Linked DNA regions of Sus scrofa: all the other regions are linked to region 1. The links are chromatin contacts, called in public HiChIP or PLAC-seq maps. All regions are on one chromosome and are shown on one strand. Each heading gives the region's core, a stretch centred on a gene start, on an enhancer-like site or on the middle of the called end of the contact. The rest is flanking DNA. Distances are from core to core; before and after follow the strand shown.

Region 1 (2,778 bases), core at 98-2,597:
AAAAGGAGAGTGATCCAGGAGAGGGTCCATTCTGCCAGGGGTCTCCCTGGTTTTCCTCATGAAGGATCGTTTTTTACTATTTCCCCCCACCTTATTTTTTGCTCTTTAGGGCTGCACTCGAGGCATATGGAGGTTCCCAGGCTAGGGGTCCAATCAGAGCTGCAGCTGCCGGCCTATAGCACAACCACAGCACTGCAGATCTGAGCAGCGTCTGTGACCTATACCACAGCCCACGGCAACTTGGGATCCTTAACCCACTGAGCTGGGCCAGGGATTGAACCTGCATCCTTATGGATACTAGCTGGGTTCATTACTGCTGCACCACGACGGGAACTCCTACCTTCCCCTTTCATAGGTCTGATTTAAACTACAAACCCAGGGCCTCACAACTAGTTTTTGCCCAACTAGACCAGAACCACAGCCATCTGCTAGAGGGACAAGTTGAGGGAAGACTTGATCCGTTGTATTACAGCAAAAAATATCTTCATCCATTTATCCAGCACCCTTTTTTTTTTTTTTTTTCTTTTTAGGGCCGCACCCGTGGCATATGGAGGTTCCCAGGCTAGGGGTCAAACTGGAGCTACCGCTGCCAGACTACACCACAGCCACAGTAACGCAGGATCTGAGCCATGTCTGCAACCTACACCACAGCTCACAGCAATGCTGGATCCTTAACCCACTTAGTGAGGCCAGGGGTCGAACCTGAATCCTCATGGTTCCTAGTCGGGTTCATTAACCACTGAGCCATGAAGGGAACTCCTATCCAGCACTTTTTTATTGAGCCCTTTAAAAATATATACACCAGGCTGGGTTGAATCCCAAGATCCAGAGTAAGACACAAACAGCTCCTGCTCCCACAGCGTTGGGCACACATATTAAATATTCGCACAAACAACTCCTGATTCTCAAGGAAGAGCCCTGGAAGAGTGTATCAGGGGGTAGGAGGCGGGTAGCCAGGGGCTCTCACCCAGGCTGGGGAGGCTCGGAGACTTCCCCCGGAAAATGACATTTACGAGGAAATCTGAAGAAGGAAAAAAAAAAAGGAAGGAACACCCGGGGTGGGGAGAGAAAGTTTCAAGCAGGAGCAAAGAGAAATGGGACATGGGTGCAGAAAGGGGGCAGCTCCAGCATTGGGCACTCGCTGATTCTCTGTCCCTTCCTCCCTCCCTCTCTCTCTCTCTCTCTGTAGGACTTGGACTTGGCTCTGCCCCAGCCCCCTGCCGGCTCGGCCCCTGCTGCCATTTGGGGAGCCCCCAAGACGAGCTGCCCAGTTTCGCCTCCTTCACCCCGCCCCTGCCACCCCCGGTCCCCTCCGACTGGCCCCGCCTCTCAGGGCCCTTCCTGCCCCCTCTCCCCGTAGAGCAGCCCTTCCCAGGATCCTGCACGCCCGACGCCCTGCTCCCAGAGCCCGCGCGCCCCCCAGCGACCCGGCATTTCCCGGGGCTCCCTCTGTTGGCCGGGCTGGCCCAGGGGGCTGGGGAGAGGCTCCGGCTCTTGTCCCTGAGGCCCGAGGGGCTGGAGGTAAAGCCCGATCCCGCGATGGATCCCAGGGAGGGTTTCTCCTCAGAAAGGCGGGGGCCCAAACCTGGAGAGGAAAACCCCGGGTCCCGCGATCTGGAGAACTTTAAAGCAGTGTGGCCCCTGGATCCTCCTTAACCGGGGCGGAAGATGCGAAGTGTGGGGGTCCTTCCAACCCCATCTCTCCTCTTGTCTACCTCCCTTCTGGCTTTGCACCTCCCCCTGGGTGGAAACAGCTTTAAGCTGCAGGAGGCTTTGAAGGGATAGAGTTGAAACCAAAGGGATGGAGGGCATGGAAGGAAAGGAGCATATGTGGGGAAGAGGAAAAGAGAGGCAGAGCGCTCCCTCCCACCAAATTGCTAATCAGGAAACTTTTTTTTTTTGTCTTTGTCTTTTGTCTTTTTTGGGCAGCACCCGGCATGTGGAGGTTCCCAGGCTAGGGGTCGAATCAGAGCTGTAGCGGCCAGCCTACACCACAGCCACAGCAACGCCAAGTCCGAACCGTGTCTGCGACCTATACCACAGCTGACGGCAACGCCGGATCCTTAACCCACTGAGTGAGGCCAGGGATCAAACCTGCAGCCTCATGGTTCCTAGTCGGATTCGCTTCCGCTGCGCCACGACGGGAACTCCAAGAAACATTGTTAATCTCCATTTTTTTTTTTTTTTTCTTTTTTTCTTTCCCCGGCCGTGCCTGCCTGCAGAAACTCCCAGGCCCAGAATCAACACAAGCCACAGCAGTGGCAACACCAGATCCTTAACCACTGGGCCCCTAGGGAACTCCCCCACTTTTTTTTTTTTTTTTTTTTTTTTGAGGGAGAGGAGAATAAAATTTCCATCATTTGAGGGACCCCATACTTGCTCACATGAGGGGGGAAATTCAGAGACTAGGTTGGGAAGGGGTCAGGAGTTGTTCTGTCCCTGAGGCTCAGGGCAACTCCTTTCTTCTCTGGGGCCCACATCCCTCATCCAGGCTGGTCTCCTGTCTCTCTGCTGCCCCTCCCTGCACCTCTCTGAGTTCTGTGACCCTGGAGCTCCTGTCCCCTCTTGTCCCCAAGACCCAGGCACCTGAGGTCAGGAGAACTGGCCCCGTCAACTCTGTAATACTCCACTGCAGACCGTGAATAAAATGCCCTTGGCAAACTGCCCTCTTGACTGATCAGCCCCACTGCGTGCCTGCTGCCCTGGGATCTGGTGTGAAGCTAAACGGGACCCGAGCTTCCCAATGGAAAGCGGGTGAGGTGAGGCCTGGGTGGCAGT
Region 2 (2,778 bases), core at 84-2,583, 120 kb after region 1:
CATAGTTTCTAGTCACATTTGTTTCCCCTGAGCCACGACAGGAACTCCTTGATTTTTTTTTTTTAAATGATAAGCATATTCTGCTTTTGTAATCAGAAAAATTACATGTTTGTAAAGACTAAAAAACAAGCAAAAATGTAGTGCTTTCAGGTTTCGCTAGAGCCAGAATGGTCATACAGTACCCCCTGGGGATCCTGGACACCCCCCTGCCCCCAGGGATTCAGAGACGAGGGTGTTGGGAGAGGAGGATTCTCAGAATGAGTCTGAGAGATACAGACCCAGCACATCAGCCTGACTCTGCAACTTGGAATGTTCCATTGTGAGTGAGTGCTAGACTCTGATCCCCGAGATGTCTTCTGAGTCTTTCAGCTTCTATGACTTGCTCATTCTGAGCACAGAGTCTGTAAATACCCAGGAGGACAAGAGTGAGGAGTGTCAGGAAGGAACTGTCAGGAAAAGCCCCTTGAAAAGGTGGAGTAGGAGGGTGTCTTAGACCTGGGAAAAGGCAGGCATGAGAAGTGCCTACTCTAGATGGATTCCAGAGCATAGCCTTTAATGGGGAATCACTGGAAATGAGGTAGAGGAAATTGAGTGAAAAATCCAGTTGGCAGGAAATCTTTGAATGCTCAGGGAGCTTTTAGGAGAAAGGCATATCTAGCGAAGCATCTGAGAAGTTTATACAACATGAAACCTCTCATCGTCCTACCTAATCAGTGGCATGGAGGGGAACTCCAAAAGCCAAGCTAAGAAGCTTGGATTGACAAAAAAATAAAAATAACAAAGAGTTCCCGTCGTGGCTCAATGGTTAACGAATCCAACTAGGAACCATGAGGTTGCAGGTTCGATCCCTGGCCTTGCTCAGTGGGTTAAGGATCTGGCGTTGCTATGAGCTGTGGTGTAGGTCGCAGACGCGGCTTGGATCCCACATTGCTGTGGCTGTGGTGTAGGCTGGCGGCTACAGTTCCGATTAGACCCCTAGCCTGGGAATCTCCATATGCCACGGGAGGGCCCTAGAAAAGGCAAAAAGACAAAAAAAAAAAAAAAAAGAAGCTTGGATTGTAGACAGGAAATGGGGGTCTATCATAGATTCTTGAGCAGGCAGGGGGAGTGATGAAAGTGGAGTTGAAGAAGGATCAGCTCCATCCCCTTTTGCTCAAGGAGGCAGAGACTACGAGGGGACAGCACACAGGAGCTCGAGAGCCGTAGCTTTGGAAGGTATTGTGGCGGGGGCTGTTGAGACCAACAAAGCCCTCAGCCCAACAGTCCAGCAGGAGCTCTAGGTTCTTGTTTTGTGGGCTGACACTCCTTTCACAAACAGGAAGAGAACACTTTCTCTCACTTCCCATCTTCATGCATCATGTGACCAGGCTGCTCTGAGTCTGCCTGGCCCCACCCAGAAGCAGTTGCCTTCCTGCAAATGGAAATCATTTGTTCTGTTCTCTGAGATTTGGGGGTGGTAGTGAGACGCCAGTGTTTACCAGCCCCGTGTGGCTTTCCCTGCCAGCGCTGTGCTGTCACTAACCAGACACCATTGAGGGGGCTAGACTCCTGTCCTCTAACCTCTCATCTCTACAGCTCGACTCTCTCCCCCAGGGTGTAGATCAAAGCCCAAAGCCTTTAATTATTGGCCCAGAGGAAGATTATGACCCGGGTTATTTCAACAACGAGGTAACGGTTTCCTGATTTTCTCCTTTCATCATTCTCTGTACCAGCTGCTCTGGACTAGAAGCAGTTGGACTGGCACCAGCTGCAAGGCAGCATGGGAGAGGGGGCCGCGCTTATCAGCCCTGGAAGGCGGGGCACATGGGAGCTCAGCTGCAACAGGCAGTGCTGCTGTGCCCCCAGCCCTGTCTGTCCTTCTGCCTTCCAGAGCGACATCGTTTTCCAGGACTTCGAGAAACTTAAGTCCCGGCCAGCTCACCTGGGGGTCTTTCTACGGTACATCTTCTCTCAGGCAGACCCTGGACCCCTGGTAAGTCACAAGGATCTGCCTCAATTGCATGCCCGCTTGTGCTTGGCCTCTGACCCTGTTCTCTAGGTGTCATAAGTCAGATCCATGGACATGGCCAGGCATCTCGAGGACAGAGACAGAACAGAAAAGAAGATGCAACCTAGAAGGAGGGGACTCTTCCATAGCACAGGGAGGAGCAGGAAGAACCAGTCCAGGAAAGCTGTCATTCTGGGTCAGCTTGGAGGGAATGGTCTTTCTAGGTTTTTTGAATGAAGGTGGATTCAGGCTGACTGTGGGAGCTGAGAGAGCAGGCCTTGAGGATACAGTGTTACCACGAGAAAACTTGGCAGAGGGGCAAAGCGATAAAAGGTCTTCAGGCTGAAGGTGATGACAGGAAGGATTGTGAGGGATGGAGGGTGGGGGTCCTGCAGCAGCGCTCAGAGCCACAGCCTTCCTGGTTTCTGTCCTTCTGCTCAGCTGCTTCGAAAGGAAGGGGGGTGAGGGAGAGAGGCAGCTGTCCTGTTGTTCAGAATAAGCTTCTTGGCCATGGCACGCACTGCTGGATTTTCTTTCTGGGCCTGCCACTGGTAGAAGCCAGAGTCAGCATCCACTTGCTCGGGGTTCCCTTTGTGGCGCAGGGGAAACGAATCTGACCAGGAGCCATGAGGTTGCGAGTTCAATCCCTGGCCTCACTCAGTGGGTTAAGGATCCAGCATTGCTATGAGCTGTGGTGTAGGTCGCAGATGGCCTCTGGGATCCCAGGTTGCTGTGGCTGTGGTGTAGGCCGGCAGCTGTAGCTCCAACTGGACCCCTAGCCTGCGAACCTC
Region 3 (2,778 bases), core at 119-2,618, 87 kb before region 1:
ATGGCCCAAAATATGCCTCTCGGGTCATTGGGTGGCAGGTGGGGCGAGGCCTGCATTCAGGAGGAGTCGAAGGACCACCCTTCTGCTGATTTGCATAAGCACCAAGACAGTTCTAGTTGGACCTTGTAGGGTCAAACACTCTCTTACCGGATACCAAGGAGGAGCTGCTCGTCCAAGAAAGAGGAAGAGGCGGTCTTTCCCCACCACCACTCCCCTTGGATGAGAAAACTGTGCCCCCCTCATCCTGGGGCAGAGCCTCCTCGCCTGCCGCTTGCATTTCTCCCAAGTGTCCTGTCTCAATAGATCTATTCCTCACCTATCACTTTGTCTCTCACTGGATTCCTTCTGCTCAGAGGCACTAAGAACCTGAACCTCAGTCAGTCCAGACACCTGGTGAGGGGATTCTAATTTAAAAACTGTGAGTTCAAGTCTCAGTCTGGGTTTTGGCTGGGTTCAAGTCATAAGTGCTGTCAGCTTCATGGCCAAAGGAGAAAATGAAACCGTTGCATGGCTCCATATGAGACCATTAGGAAGAATCTCTCTCTCGTAAGGTGGAGCAGCCTAGAGGAAACCATTCTGGGGAGGTCCTGGGGTGGCGAAATGCTAAGGAAACTGACTGGTATCCATGAAGAGGCAGGATCGACCCCTGGCTTCACTCAGTGGCTTAAGGATCCCGAGTTGCTGAGAACTGTGGTGTAGGTCACAGACGCAGTTTGGATCTGGTGTTGCTGTGGCTGTGGCATAGGCCAACAGCTAGAGCTTCAATTCAACCCCTACACTGGGAATGGCCATATGCCGCAGGAGCAACCCGACAAAAGCAAAAACCACAAAGAAACCATTCTGGTATGTGAGGGCCCCATAGGCCCGTGGCCATGACAATGGACCCCTGCCCTGCATTAATTTCTAAAGGATAAGGATGGGAGAAGTCTAACCCTTGGAAAAATGGGGCATTGCTTCATCTGTTCCTGCTGAATCTACAGGACACATCTCCCCTGGTCTCCAGCCAGAATTAAAGCATCATCAGCGCCCCCCACTTGTCTATACAGTCCAGTTTACCACCACATCCACCTGCCAGAGGCAAGCAGCTACCTTTCTCTTCTCGTAATTCAGATGAGGAAACTCAGGTTCCACATAGGGTGGTAACCCAGGTTCTGGAAAGTCAGTACGTAGCAGGATCAGGCCTCAGACCAGGCCTCAGACCCCCAAACCAATGGTCTTTCTGGATCCATGTCCCTCTCAGTGCAGTGACTGTCCCACACAAGATGACTCAGACCTTGAGAAGCCACATGAGGGGGAGGAAGGCCGGGCCTGACCAGGGCAGCCTCTCCGCTCCCTTGCATCACCGCAGGCAGAGGAACTAAGGCCTGTGGCTGCATCTCAGCAGCCTCTAAGATCAAGCCGGCCCTTGTCCAACCACAGCCACCTCCCTAGGTCCTCAGTGCATCACAAGGTGGCCGGCACCTCCAGCCACAGCTCAGACCTGCACAGGCTGCTGGCGTGAGAAGCCTCAGCTGGTCTCCCAGCAGGACCAGGGACCCCACTGTGTGTGAGCTGCAGACTGGGGGACCTGTCCTCCTTCCTGGGGCAGCCAACTATCCTCCTAGGGCGTTTCAGGGTCTCGCTCTCATGGGGCCTCTTCATCTTAGTCTTCACATCCATCCCATCAGTCACTCCAGCTGCATTACCTTTTAAAGCTGGAGAACCCCCCACCCAGGTGGAGAGACTGCTCCCTTCCCTGGCTTGTGCCAGCTCCCAGGCATGGCCCCTGCCCGACCTCAGCCCAACCACAAAGTTGGGCCCCTTCCCACTGGAATGCCTTTATCAAGTTTCCCTCATGGTCCTTGACTGGACATGTCCTCAGCATCTCTCTTCCATTCAGCGGGGAGAGGACAGACCACAACACCCAGCACGTCCTCCTACACACACAGGGAGGGGCTCAGGCCACAACAGCCACCCCACAGGGAAGAGGGTGGGCTCACAGATCCCCACCCACAGCCCCGGAGATGAGGTCCACAGACCTTTGAGACTCTCCCACTGGGGGCTCAGGGGGAGGGGGAGCCCCCGCAGGAGCAGGGACCTGGAAAAAACCTCCCCATTTCAGGGGTCCCCCCCTTCCTTTCCGGGACTAAGAAAGAGCCCCCATCAGCCTCCAGCCGGTCACCAGCTCTCACTCCCTGGAGTTAAGACCCTCCCTCCCGCCCCTGTCAAATGTCTGCCGACCCTTCCAGTTGCAGCTCACATGGCCCCTGGGAGCCGCCCCATCCTGCCCAGATGGAACCAGGTGCTCTCTGTGCTGGGCTCCCACAGCCCTGCAGCAAGGGGTCATCTGTGATGTGACCAGGATCTTGCCCCTCCCCTTTCTGAGGCAGGTCCCAGGGCCCCGAGAACAGGGGAGACCAGGAGGCCCCACTCTCAGGCTGGGGCAAGGGCAGGGTGGGATCCTGAGAGGGGGGTCTTGTGGTCTCACCCTCGTCCCAGCCCTCCTGTGAGGACACTGGGTGTCACACATGCTCTGGACCAAGGCAGGAAGCTCTCAGCCAAGCTGCACGTGGCAGCCGTGACTGGTTCCCACTCAGCAAATACGTACTGAGCACACCTGTGCCTCAGCACAGCCAGGACTCTCCTCTCCTGGCCTGTCACCATCAGCTGCTCTCATGGAGCCCAGAGGTGGCCTCACAGGCAGCACGAGCTCACCCAGCACCTCCCCTTCTGATAGGACTTCAGCCCCAAGGGCCCAGGGCTCAGTGCTCGCTGCTGGCCGACCCCATGGGCCCTGAT

The links. HiChIP or PLAC-seq counts read pairs in DNA pulled down with a chosen protein or histone mark.
Region 2: a contact with region 1 is called in an H3K27ac HiChIP or PLAC-seq map of alveolar macrophages. The contact joins two enhancer-like sites. A contact is called at or near these places in 3 of 47 Hi-C or Micro-C datasets (alveolar macrophages, heart right ventricle and retroperitoneal adipose tissue) and 1 of 2 datasets of contacts at active chromatin or transcription factors (alveolar macrophages).
Region 3: a contact with region 1 is called in an H3K27ac HiChIP or PLAC-seq map of alveolar macrophages. The contact joins two enhancer-like sites. A contact is called at or near these places in 1 of 5 promoter capture datasets (fetal liver), 13 of 47 Hi-C or Micro-C datasets (adipose tissue, alveolar macrophages, blood and 6 more) and 1 of 2 datasets of contacts at active chromatin or transcription factors (alveolar macrophages).

Annotation. Positions count from the first base shown.
Region 1 is chr4:93,009,589-93,012,366 of Sscrofa11.1, forward strand. It overlaps ETV3L (ETS translocation variant 3-like protein), which reads left to right. Exons shown (of 5, transcript XM_001929495.3): 5 at 1,190-1,671. The coding sequence ends at 1,656. Among named protein-coding and RNA genes, the nearest start is that of ETV3L, 5.7 kb to the left of the region's middle. Within about 2 kb of position 1,348, at least 34 of the 83 cell types and tissues checked have an H3K27ac peak or open chromatin away from gene starts, as enhancers often do. A contact at or near this core is called in alveolar macrophages and retroperitoneal adipose tissue, where this site is marked.
Region 2 is chr4:93,128,573-93,131,350 of Sscrofa11.1, forward strand. It overlaps ARHGEF11 (rho guanine nucleotide exchange factor 11), which reads left to right. Exons shown (of 42, transcript XM_021089647.1): 14 at 1,594-1,668; 15 at 1,871-1,972. Among named protein-coding and RNA genes, the nearest start is that of LRRC71, 46 kb to the right of the region's middle. Within about 2 kb of position 1,334, at least 28 of the 83 cell types and tissues checked have an H3K27ac peak or open chromatin away from gene starts, as enhancers often do. A contact at or near this core is called in alveolar macrophages and retroperitoneal adipose tissue, where this site is marked.
Region 3 is chr4:92,923,038-92,925,815 of Sscrofa11.1, forward strand. No RefSeq gene overlaps it. Among named protein-coding and RNA genes, the nearest start is that of ETV3, 40 kb to the right of the region's middle. Within about 2 kb of position 1,369, at least 1 of the 83 cell types and tissues checked has an H3K27ac peak or open chromatin away from gene starts, as enhancers often do. A contact at or near this core is called in alveolar macrophages, where this site is marked.